Regions from separate parts of the Mus musculus genome. Here all the other regions are linked to region 4. The links are chromatin contacts, called in public promoter capture Hi-C maps. All regions are on one chromosome and are shown on one strand. Each heading gives the region's core, a stretch centred on a gene start, on an enhancer-like site or on the middle of the called end of the contact. The rest is flanking DNA. Distances are from core to core; before and after follow the strand shown. Region 1 holds the start of Oip5os1 (Opa interacting protein 5, opposite strand 1). Region 2 holds the start of Chp1 (calcineurin-like EF hand protein 1). Region 3 holds the start of Nusap1 (nucleolar and spindle associated protein 1). Region 4 holds the start of Ehd4 (EH-domain containing 4).

Region 1 (2,727 bases), core at 128-2,627, 560 kb after region 4:
TAGAGCTGTCTTTTAGTGGAAAGCAAACGACTTTCTCTTTTTTAAGATGAGGAAGGATGTTATATTCCCTTCCTCTGGCTCATACCTATTTTTTTCTACTTGTGGATCATATTAAAAAGAAAAACTACTTGTGCTAAAGGGGAGGGGTTTTGTTTTTTGGTTTTTTTTTCACCCCCTAAGCAAGTGCTTCCTGCTTCAGCTCTGCTAAGTCTAGGGCTAACAAAAACCATATAATCTATCACAAACATTCACTCACATTATGATTTTTCCATTTGAACTGGCTCTCACTAATATGCCAGTTTATTTCTGAAACAAGGTTTTGATAGATGTAAATTTCTGGCCCTGAGCACCAACACACGCAGCAAATGTCTCCCCGATCCAGAATTCAGAAGCAAAGACTTTCCGAGAATTTAGCTGAATACCAATAAAAGTAAGGGGGCTCCCAATTACAAAGAGATAAAATTAAATAAGAATCAAATATAAATATCTTGTTAGTACTACACTGTCACCAGTGTACACCAACTACACAAATGAGATTCCAGCAGTACTTCCAGAACTATAGTTCTAAAAAAACGAAAAGAAAAGCATCGTAAGCCGTTTCCCTTGATCCTGGGTAAGAAATCAACATAGGTGAATTCCACTGAGACCCGTTTGCCGAAACTAATGCGCCATAAGGGCATTATCAGGACGTCCAAGGACAAAGCTGCTTACTACGGTCATAAAAGTTTGGCAGGGGCGAGTATGAGGTAAAGGCTGCAAGAGTCTATCTGTAATACACATACTCAAATGAAAATACCAGAGGGAGCCTCTTACAGCAAATCTCAAGGTCAACGCGCCAGGGACACAAAATGCCCAGAGCTGCAACAGGCCTGTCAACCTCAACCGGTGACGCCTTCGGTAAAGGGTCAAACAATACAGAGATAGTCTTAGAAAAATAAAAGGGAGGTGCACACAGCGGCTTCCCGATACGGCCGGCGTACGTGCAACTCAGAGAACCAGGGCAAAGCACGCAGCGGCCAAAGCGAAGGGCGCAAGGAAGGGCGTGGAGCGCTGGTAAGGGAAGGACGCGGCCACATACCCGGAGGCGGCGGAGCCGACCGGACGCGGCTGCGAATGCAAAGCCCTGTCAGGCCCAGGCCTCGCCGGCTCCCTCATTAGGCTCGCCGCTACCCCGTCCCGAGTTGTGCCGCCCCACCGGCTGCTCGTCTCCCGATAGACAGACGGACTTCTCAGCTCACCTCACACGGTCCAGCACAAGTACTCCGCTTCTCACGGGAGGCCTGCCCCGGGCCCGCAGGCCAGCTGCCCGGGGCACGCCTCACTCCGCCATCTTCGCTCCTTCCCCTGTCCGCCAACCCAGGGGCGGAGGCGCGAAAGGCTCCGCCCCGCCTCCGAGTGATGATTGGACAGCACCTTGCTCGCGCGCTCTTTTTCCATCGCGGATTGGCTGGGAAGTACTTCAATCAATCCCTCTCTCTGGTTCTATTTTTTGTTGTTGGAGCTTAGTGCTCCAGTTGAAGTTAAGGAGGAAAAGGGTTGTTGTAATTCACTTGAGGAAAAACATTCCGCACGGAGGCAGTCTCACTTTTTAGTAAGATAGCACTACAAGGCCAAATGACTATTTTAAATTATCGTTACTGTAAAAATATACTGTTACTAGTAATTCCTCTCTTGGCTAAAGGATTTTTATACCCGGACTAACACTACACCCAGAGGAACAATTTCATGGTGTCAGTTCTTCTGACTTTGACCCACTTGAGAGAATGTTGCCTGCTGTTTAAAGGTCAATACAGTAGCGTAGTTTTCCTCACCTTAAAAGGGCCTGCCCGCTGCCTGAGAAAATGTTAAACTGCATTTGTTGTTTGTTCCAGTTGTAGGATTTAGAGATCCTTTAGCGGTATTTCCAGGAGAGGTAGTGAAGGCAATAGTGTGACTCTTCCAGGTGATGACACACGTTCTTCTGGATAAGCAGTGCTTCCTAAATGACGGGGTTATCACTAGGCCATTTATTAAATCCAAATTTCTATGCTTCCCTCTGTGATAAGGATGCTATGCCATACAAAGACAAAACACAGTTGTCTATTGAATCTATTGGCTAATAAAATAATAATAATAATAATAATTACATTATTCGTTATTATTATTAGAATGTTAGAACCTATTGAATAATAATAAATTCACAAGCTACATTGATTTATTGGCTGCAACTGGCCATCAGCCTTGATTTCCCTTTATAGCTGGGCTGGTGACAGAGACCTTGTGTATCCCAGGCTGGCCTCAAATTGCAATGTAACAGAATTACCACACTGGTTATGTCCTGAATCTCAAGTGAGCAACAATGTCCTCCATCCAAAGACAGGTTCTTTGAGTGTTAGCTACTATCAGATCACACATCACTGCACCGTATGTCTCTGTGTATGAATAGGCACACTGTATATCTGTATATACTTAGACTACAGAAGGCCTGCAAAGGATTACACAAACCTCTGTGTTCAGTGAGGTTTTACTACATCCAGACAGAGCTGATATAAATGGGAAAAGTCACCACAGTTAGATATTGATGAACTCATTTAGAAAGACACAGAGTATTGAAGCTAGCTGAGGGGTCCAGGTGAGTGTCAACGGAGGAATATGGTGAGGTGCAGGACTGAGTAGGGACAGACAGATGCACAGACAACAGTAATCCAAAGGAGCGATATCAAGCAATGAGGCCTGGGCTAAGCCGAA
Region 2 (2,700 bases), core at 23-2,522, 610 kb after region 4:
CTAGACCACATCTCTTTCAACCTGAATACTCTAGAAAGTTTAACTTGTCAGACAGCCAGAACAACTTGTCATTTACCCAAGGACTCATTCCTGGAGAATTCCGTAGTTCCCTGTACTCCTTGGCACGATCTGCCACTGGGTTATTTGCTCACATTATCATCAAAGACAGGTACCATGAAGACATGGCTTACGAAAATCAAAGAGAGCCGCAAAGGATCACTGAGAAAGCATTGTAGCCATACAATTGTATCATACACTACCAAGGGCCTTTCAAAGGTATGGAGGTGTTTTCTGTGCTTCTCAATTCCCAAAGCCCTGTTGCTCCTTTGTTCAGGTTAACAAGGAAGAAACTAGAGTATGTATGTTTCTGGTACAAATTCACAGATTTTGGAGTACATCCAATTTCAATATCAATTGCATAAAGTACAGCAACACAGCAGATATCAATATATATAAAAATAGGACAAATGTCTTCACTGTGTCTTTAAACCTTGACCACTATACCCGTGGCTTTTCTCCAACGATTCAGATTTAAAAGCCTCACTCGGGTTTTTGGACTCTTGATTGCTTAGAGGTCTTCAGTTCCTGGTCACAAGCCTTTCTCTATGATCTTCTTTGTTGAGTTTTTCCCTGTGTGTGATTTTAGTAGTTTTAGCTCTTGCTCAGAAACCTCATTAGGATGTATAACGTTTTCTCCAGGAACCATTCACATTTCCTGGATTTGCTTCTACTTTATCTACTGTTCAGGATGCTTCTGTAGGAGGAACCATAAGGAAGAAAATTCGCGGACCTTCACGGGCAAGAGTGGAGTGGTGGTGTCTGTGCTCGAGATTCCGGGCTTTTGAGCAAGACAGCACCGGAGGAACCACATCCCGGCTCCAAGAAGCTACAGATGAACGTACAGGTATTCTAGCCTTCGGTTACCCAAAGCACCGGAGGCTGCATGGGACCATCCCAACAAAGTCACCGCACCCCAGATCAAGCCCTCAGCGACGACCGCTGTCAGTACTGAGGCCAGCCGAAGGCGCCGGGCCGCCTTCCCACCCCCAACCCGAACTCACAGCCAGTCTCCTTCTTGATCTCCTCGAGCTCTTCGTCCCGCAATAACGTGGAGGCCCGAGACCCCATCACCGTGACGGGAGCTCCTCCGGGAGCGGCAGCGCCAGAAGCAGCAGCGGCAGAAGGGAAGGAGGGAGGGAAGGGCCAGGGGTCAAGAAGGGAGAGGGCACTGTTTCTCTTGCGGCCCGGGGAGAGAAACAAGGGGTGGAGCGCGGGGGAGGGCGGCCCGACACCAGCCAATCGGGAGCGAGGCCGCGCCCTGCGCAGGCGCTAACGTCAAAGCTTGGCTCTCGAGCCCGGAATGAATCAGCCCGGAGGCTGCGGGAGTCCGAAGGGAAGCAGGCCCCGCCCCGCGGAACCAGGGCAGCCGCCGGACTTAAAGCGGCGATACCGCTGTGGCGCTAGGGACTGCACTTAAAAGGGCAGTGCGGTCTCGCCACTGTGTTCGAACAAACCAGAGGCAAACTCACTAGGGTAGCCAGCAGGTTTTTCACAGGACTCAGGTACCAGGAGTCCCACCCTACAGGTGACGGAGACTCAGGAGAGAAACCAAACCCACGAAACGAGGGACAAAACCCTAAGGTGGATCCCCAGAGTAGTGCAGTGCACTCTTTCTTGCTCGCTCTCCATCTCTCTGTATCTCTCTATCTCTTTTTCTCCCTCCTTTCTCCTCTCCTCTCCTCTCACTCTCACTCCCCTGGTCCTAAGAATAGGGAGTCCACAGCCACTGTGGCCCAGCACGCCTAGAGACTGCATCTTTCCTGCGCTCCTCCCCCCGGCCGCAGGGGGCGCTGAGAGCCGCCTGGGGTTTGCATGGCTCCTGGCAGCATCTTTTCTGCTCTCTCTACCCCGGCCGCAGGGGGCGCTGGGAATGGGCTCGAGGCTGCGCGCTGATTGGCTCCTCCGGAAAGAGGCAAGTAATTCACCCGGAGGGCGAGGGCGTGGTCGGCTCTGCGGCTTCAGTGGCTGGCGTTGAGAACTTTTTTGCGTCAAAGCTGTGCCGGGATAACTCCCAGAATTTTTTTTTTTTTTAACAGTAGTCCCTCGTTAGTTTAAGGAACTCACCATTTGACTAGAATTAAGGTCGGAATTTCTCAAACTCCTTTGCTGTGGGGACAGAGGACCCTGAAGGTGAGAAAGATTGTGACCGAGCACGGTTTATTTATTTGGATTTTTTCTTGTCTTAAAAATTAGGATTTTTAAGCCTGGCCAAGACTAGTCAGGGCTTTTCTGGAAAAGAGAATCATTTCTCCACTTCTAGAAAGGGTTTTACAGGCTCAGGCTGTCCTGAGCATAAACTCCTAATTCTCCCATGAGTGGCAAATCTTTAAACAGGATTTCCCAATATTGCCTAGGCTGGGCTCAACTTGCATCTTTCCTGCTTTCACCTAACAACTGCTGGCTTACGGTTTAAAAATCCGAATTTTTTTTCTTTTTGGTTTTTCGAGACAGGGTTTCTCTGTGTAGCCCTGGCTGATCTGGAACTCAGTATGTACATCAGGCTGGTCTTTAAGTTAACAGAGATCCACCTGCCTCTGCCTTCCAAGAGCTGGGATCAAAGCCAGGTGCATTTTATTCTTCTGGTATTTTGTTTGTGCTGATGAAAAAGCTGAAAGCTGCATGTTAGTGTACACCCTCTCA
Region 3 (2,802 bases), core at 269-2,768, 540 kb after region 4:
TTCTAAGTACTCTTCAGTGCCGTTCAGCCAGATAAAAGGTGTACCTATGGCCACATTATTCTATTTAAACCATTTAAAAACATTTATGACAACTAATTAGAGATTTAGTGCAAATAGCAGTTTGCTGTACAAATCTCTGGTATATACATGTGGGCAAGCTTCAATATAGCAAGTCCAATCTCACAATGAATCCCCACATTTTCTCTGAACACCTTGCAAACTCAGAATTCAAAGACCTTATCGGTTTTGAAAAAGACCACCATCACAATAGTGATTAATGTATGGACAATCATACTAGATCACGGTGGACAGGCATCCCATTAAAGGTTCACGAGAGTGAAGGTAGTGTCATAGTTTACTGAACAGTAAGTAGAGTTTTTCAGAAGAAGTCGTTTAAAGTAGTTTTTCTTCAACTGCCTAATAACTGGCATGGAAATTACACTGATTACGTCCTATGGGCCTTCGTTTCCCATTTGGTACCAGGAAGTATTAGCATTTCCATTAAGAAGTCTTTATAAGAGCTGGGCAGTGGTGGCGCATGCCTTTAATCCCAGCACTTGGGAGGCAGAGGCAGGTGGATTTCCGAGTTTGAGGCCAGCCTGGTCTACAGAGTGAGTTCCAGGACAGCCAGGGCTACACAGAGAAGCCCTGTCTTGAAAAACCAAAACCAAACCAAACCAAAAAACAAAAAGTCTTTATAAGTTCTCCAAATATAATAAAAAAAGCCTCCAACTAGAGTAACAGCCTCGGCTTTTCTTTCGTTTAACAAATTCCAGTCACTGTGAACAAAACCTACCTACTCCTCCCAAAATAACGTCCCTCGGGGGTTTCCTCTCAGTCACTTCGCGCCCTGTCCCCCAAATCCCTGGTCTCTTCTACCCCGCCCACCCAACTGCCCGCACCGCCAGCCAGCACGGTACCTTCATGTTAGCCCGGAGGCCCAGCCTTTTGGCTAAATTTTGCAGGTCGCTGTACTTAAAGGAGTCCAGCTCCTCTGCAGAGGGGACGGTCATCGCGTTCTGCAATCTCGGTGATTCCCAGAAAAACAGCCACACAACTCAAAACAGAGCGGCTCAAAACTGGCGCCACCCAAGACGTTGACAAGCCGACTTATATATGGAGTTTAAATTAAGACTGCTGTAAGTTCATTGGTTGAACTGCCTCGAGGGTGGGGTTTCCGATGCGGGCCAGTAGCGTGATTGGCTGAAGACCGCTATTCCGCAAACTATACCAATATGCTGGCGCTGAGCGTATTGAGAGCGTGTCTTTCAGGAACATTGTCCAATGAAGACGCAGGGAGACAGGTGGGCGGGACTTGGAGCGTGCGAGAAAGAGGCGCGCGCTTCAAAGAAATATGGCGACTCTCTCGCGCCGCAGTCTTCGCTTCTTGGAGACCCAGTCACGTCGTGACTCTTGTGATACACCTTTTTCTCTTACCTCCTCCATGGAGTGGGACACTCAGGTGGTGGAAGGGTTCTCCCCTCTCGGGTCCTCCGAGTCTAAGGTGAAGGCGTCACCTGTCGACCTGCGGCTGCCTGCGTGGTTGGAGCCGGAGAGATGTGCCGTGTTTCATTGCGCGCGGTGCTACGCGGTGCTCGGCGACACCCTGCACCTCGCCTGGGACCTGTCGCGGTCCCTCGGCGCCCTGGCCTTCTCCAGTGAGTGAGGCGAGGGTAGTTTGTGAGGAAGATAGACCAGAGGCAGATGAGGAATGGGGGACAGTACTGCCCAGGGGAGGGAGGGGTTTGTTTTGTTTTCCCGAGTTGGGCTTCAAACCCAGGCCGTCGCCTGAGCTAACCCAGCGCCCTTGGCTGAGCCCCACCCATTTTGTTAAGTTTTATGGGCAGATGAATCTGCTGGCAGGTATTTCTTCTCAAAACCGTTTTGTCTTCCAGAAGTCACAAACAACGTCGTTTTGTTAGAGCCCTTTTTGGTTGGCATAGAAGGTTTTCTCAAGTCCAGGTACGTGTGGAGAATTCCTGAGGTGGCGCTCTCTATATATTTCCCGATTTAATGACAGTGAAGAGTATGTAACTGTTGTAAACAAGAAAGAAACTTTGTCTTGTGACATGTTTACGCTCTCCATAGAGTATGTTTGAGTTGTAAACTCTTTACCGGTTTGAATCATATAAACATGGCATTGGTGAAAGTTAAAGTTGGATGTAGGTTTTAAGGTCTGTGAGAGAACTAGGACTATTAGTTATTAGTTATTAGTTATTAGTTATAATTTCTCAGGGTTGGTAGCAAATACCTTTACCCACCGAGTCATTTCACTGGCCCTGAAGTGACATTTTTGATATAGTTACAAATTATTTTACTTTTGATATTGGTAATAAAGGTCTTTCCTTGAATTTACAATTCTGCCTCTGCCTGCAAGTGCTGGGATCACAAGCATGGGAACCTGCACCCAACCTCTTTTTTTTGTTTTTTTTGTTTTTGAGACAGGGTTTCTCTGTATAGTCCTGGCTGTCTTGGCACTCACTTTGTAGACCAGGCTGGACTTGAACTCAGAAATCTGCCTGCCTCTGCCTCCCAAGTGCTGGGATTAAAGGCATGCGCCACCACCGCCTGGCCAACCTCTTTTTTAAAAAGCCTGATTAAAAGTTTTAATTATAAGCCTGGCGGTGGTAGCACATACTTTTAATCCCAGGACTAGGGAGGCAGAGGCAGGAGGATCTCTGTGAATGCAGGGACAGCCTGGTCTACAGAGCTAGTTCCAGGACAGCTAAGGCTACACAAAGAAATCCTGTCTGAAAAACCAAACAAACAAAAATTTAATTACAGATTTGGAGATGTGCTATA
Region 4 (2,717 bases), core at 107-2,606:
GAGAGAGAGAGACAGAGAGAGAGGGGCAGAGAGAGAGGGGCAGAGAGAGAGAGAGAGGGGCAGAGAGAGAGGCAGAGAGAGAGAGGCAGAGAGAGAGAGAGGCAGAGAGAGACAGAGAGGCAGAGAGAGAGAGAGAGGCAGAGAGAGAGAGGCAGAGAGAGACAGAGAGGCAGAGAGAGACAGAGAGGCAGAGAAAGACAGAGAGGCAGAGAGAGACAGAGAGGCAGAGAGGCAGAGAGGCAGAGAGGCAGAGGCAGAGGCACAGGCACAGGCAGGCCGATTTCTGAGTTCGAGGCCAGCCTGGTCTACAGATGAGTTCCAGGACAGCCATGGCTACACAGAGAAACCCTGTCTTGAAAAATCAAAATAAAAGTAAAATAAAATAAAATAAAATAAAAATAAACAAATAAATAAAAAACCCAAACCAAACCAAACCCCACCACCACCACCACCAACAACAAAACCACCCTTGCTGCACTGGCAACACCTGAACGATCTTTAAAATGCAATTTTACAACTACTTGCTGAATCAGCTCTGCATTTCCACCAAGTTCAAGAAGTCATTCCCACACAATCTTTCTCCAAACTTTATGCAGACAAGAATCATCTGCAGGCATTTGTTGAGCTGCATCTCTCAACATTTTATTTGGTGGGTCTGTATCAAGAACTAGAGACCTGCATTTTAACAAGCCTCTTGGGTTATTCCTATGCAGCTGGCCTCATTGGCCACACTGAAAATGCGCTAACACTATTTCTCGCTTAGGATACACAGGTGATGGTCAATTATTTCTACTAGTGTCTAGCAGAAAGAGGCCTTTAATTGATCCAGAGTTGAATGGAGGCAGAAGTGTCTGCGCAAATAGATTGAAGTCCATTTTCTCTCCAATTTTTGCCAATTATATCGGTGAGCCTGAGTATCTTCGACAGTAGTAAACAGGGCAATAACCTGCCCCAGGAAAAGGAACTTGTCTGTCAACTTTCTGAGTTTTCTGTCCCCAGTATCCACGTCCGGAGACTTGGGATGAGTCGAGTTCCAGGAGGACAGCCTCCGGTGGTTCATTCTTGCCAGCTCAGACTTGCCCGGAAGCCAACGCCACCTGGCCAGAAGGATGTACCCGGGTAGACGCGCCTGTGTCACCCCGCCTGGACTACACCCTCTCCGGGATCAGCCCTCTAGACCGATGCCGTCATCAATAATTCAAGGATCGCCTTTCCATTGGCTAGAGCTTCCACCCAGTCGCTGGCAAACGCCCAATGAGGAAGGACCTGAGATCGCTGCTGAATAATGAGCGCGCGCCCGTGACGCAGCGGCTGATGATTGGTCGTTGCGGCAGGGGGCGGACCCAGGAGCGGGCGGCGGCGAGAGCTACTGTCGGGCACAGAGAGCGAGCGACGCGGGTTCTGGGGTTCTTACTGAAGTGCGGCGGCGGCGGCGGCAAGTTGTGGGGCGGCAGCATGTTCAGCTGGATGGGGCGGCAGGCTGGCGGGCGCGAGCGCTCGGGCGGCATGGACGCGGTGCAGACGGTGACGGGCGGCCTGCGCTCTCTGTACCAGCGCAAGGTGCTGCCGCTGGAGGAGGCGTACCGCTTCCACGAGTTTCACTCGCCAGCGCTGGAGGACGCCGACTTCGAAAACAAGCCCATGATCCTGCTGGTGGGCCAGTACAGCACGGGCAAGACCACGTTCATCAGGTAATTTGCCTCGTCGGCTCGCTACCCCTCCGCTAGCGCACGGCCTGCCCTCAGGTTACACTCCGAGCTTGGTGGCCCGTCGCCTTCCCGGGTCCCGTTTCCCAAGGCTCCCTCCCCTGAGACCGGCCCCCAGCGCGCTGCGAGCCCCTTCCTTGCTGTTGCCAAGGCCTTCCTTGAGCCTGTCACCCTGGCCTGGGAGTGCAGGAAAGGGAGAGAAGGCAAGGCTCATCATTAGTGCAACCTAGTGCTGAAAGTGATAATGAAGGAATGCGGCTCCTAGGTGGAGAGGTAACCTTCCAGCACAGTGAGAATGAATGAACGAACGAACGAATGAATGAATGAGTGAATGCCACAGTAGGAGTATTGCCATGCCCTAGGTGCCACGTTCCGCCACAGCGGCGGGGCTGCTATCATCCAGCTTTATGGTCTATAGGAAGTTAGCCTACAGTGTAGCTGCCTCACCAGCCTGTGGACTGAAGGGGAGTGTCAGGTTACTGTTTGCTAGTTTCCATTTCTTCACCCTTGACAAACTGAAAATATTTGTCACGGTCACTCTGTCTCCGGAAGCAATAACCGGCTTGCCCTGCAGTTCCAACCACACAGCTTCCTCTAGAGTGACTCGATGAGAAATAATTTACAATGAAACGGACTGCTTTTTAAATGAGGCGTCTATTTCCCTATCTTTGGGAAGAATCGACGTTCAAATCCTTATCAGACGAAGCAAAGTGACTGAACATTTAAGATCTGGATCCTGAGTTTTGGAATTAGAACACTCATCATCATTTGATGTTCAACAGGTGTTCAGAAAACTGCATCTGTCTTGGGGACATGCCATTTCTTTTAGGTATGACCTCCTTTTTTTCCCCTCCTGTGACCTAAAGAGTTCCAAAAAAATAGAAAAGTTGTCACTACAAGAAATATGTTAAATCCAGGCCTGTAGATACACTGTGAATGAACTCAACAAAGGCAATACACTGTAGTTTGAAATGTGAACGAAGAGAGGGGGAAAATAATGTTGAAATTATT

The links. Promoter capture Hi-C pulls out the DNA fragments that hold promoters and counts their contacts.
Region 1: a promoter capture Hi-C map of pre-B cells shows a contact between it and region 4, with 4 times the contacts expected there. The contact joins the promoter of Oip5os1 here to the promoter of Ehd4 in region 4. A contact is called at or near these places in 3 of 39 promoter capture datasets (embryonic stem cells, hippocampal neurons and pre-B cells).
Region 2: a promoter capture Hi-C map of pre-B cells shows a contact between it and region 4, with 2.9 times the contacts expected there. The contact joins the promoter of Chp1 here to the promoter of Ehd4 in region 4. A contact is called at or near these places in 4 of 39 promoter capture datasets (cranial neural crest, fetal liver, pre-B cells and 1 more), 1 of 15 datasets of contacts at CTCF or cohesin (embryonic stem cells), 3 of 484 Hi-C or Micro-C datasets (CD4 T cells and embryonic stem cells) and 1 of 115 datasets of contacts at active chromatin or transcription factors (large pre-B cells).
Region 3: a contact with region 4 is called in a promoter capture Hi-C map of pre-B cells, with 4 times the contacts expected there. The contact joins the promoter of Nusap1 here to the promoter of Ehd4 in region 4. A contact is called at or near these places in 5 of 39 promoter capture datasets (3T3-L1-derived adipocytes, cranial neural crest, liver and 2 more).

The regions. Positions count from the first base shown.
Region 1 is chr2:119,592,946-119,595,672 of GRCm38.p6, reverse strand. Oip5os1 (Opa interacting protein 5, opposite strand 1) reads right to left here and starts at 1,377. Exons shown (of 3, transcript NR_027832.1): 1 at 1,239-1,377.
Region 2 is chr2:119,546,279-119,548,978 of GRCm38.p6, reverse strand. Chp1 (calcineurin-like EF hand protein 1) reads right to left here and starts at 1,272. Exons shown (of 7, transcript NM_019769.3): 1 at 1,062-1,272. The coding sequence starts at 1,128. Exd1 (exonuclease 3'-5' domain containing 1) reads left to right here and starts at 1,352. Exons shown (of 13, transcript NM_172857.2): 1 at 1,352-1,972; 2 at 2,097-2,190.
Region 3 is chr2:119,617,014-119,619,815 of GRCm38.p6, reverse strand. Nusap1 (nucleolar and spindle associated protein 1) reads right to left here and starts at 1,518. Exons shown (of 11, transcript NM_133851.3): 1 at 921-1,518. The coding sequence starts at 1,013. Oip5 (Opa interacting protein 5) reads left to right here and starts at 1,311. Exons shown (of 6, transcript NM_001042653.1): 1 at 1,311-1,658; 2 at 1,896-1,962. The coding sequence starts at 1,355.
Region 4 is chr2:120,153,214-120,155,930 of GRCm38.p6, reverse strand. Ehd4 (EH-domain containing 4) reads left to right here and starts at 1,356. Exons shown (of 6, transcript NM_133838.4): 1 at 1,356-1,691. The coding sequence starts at 1,456.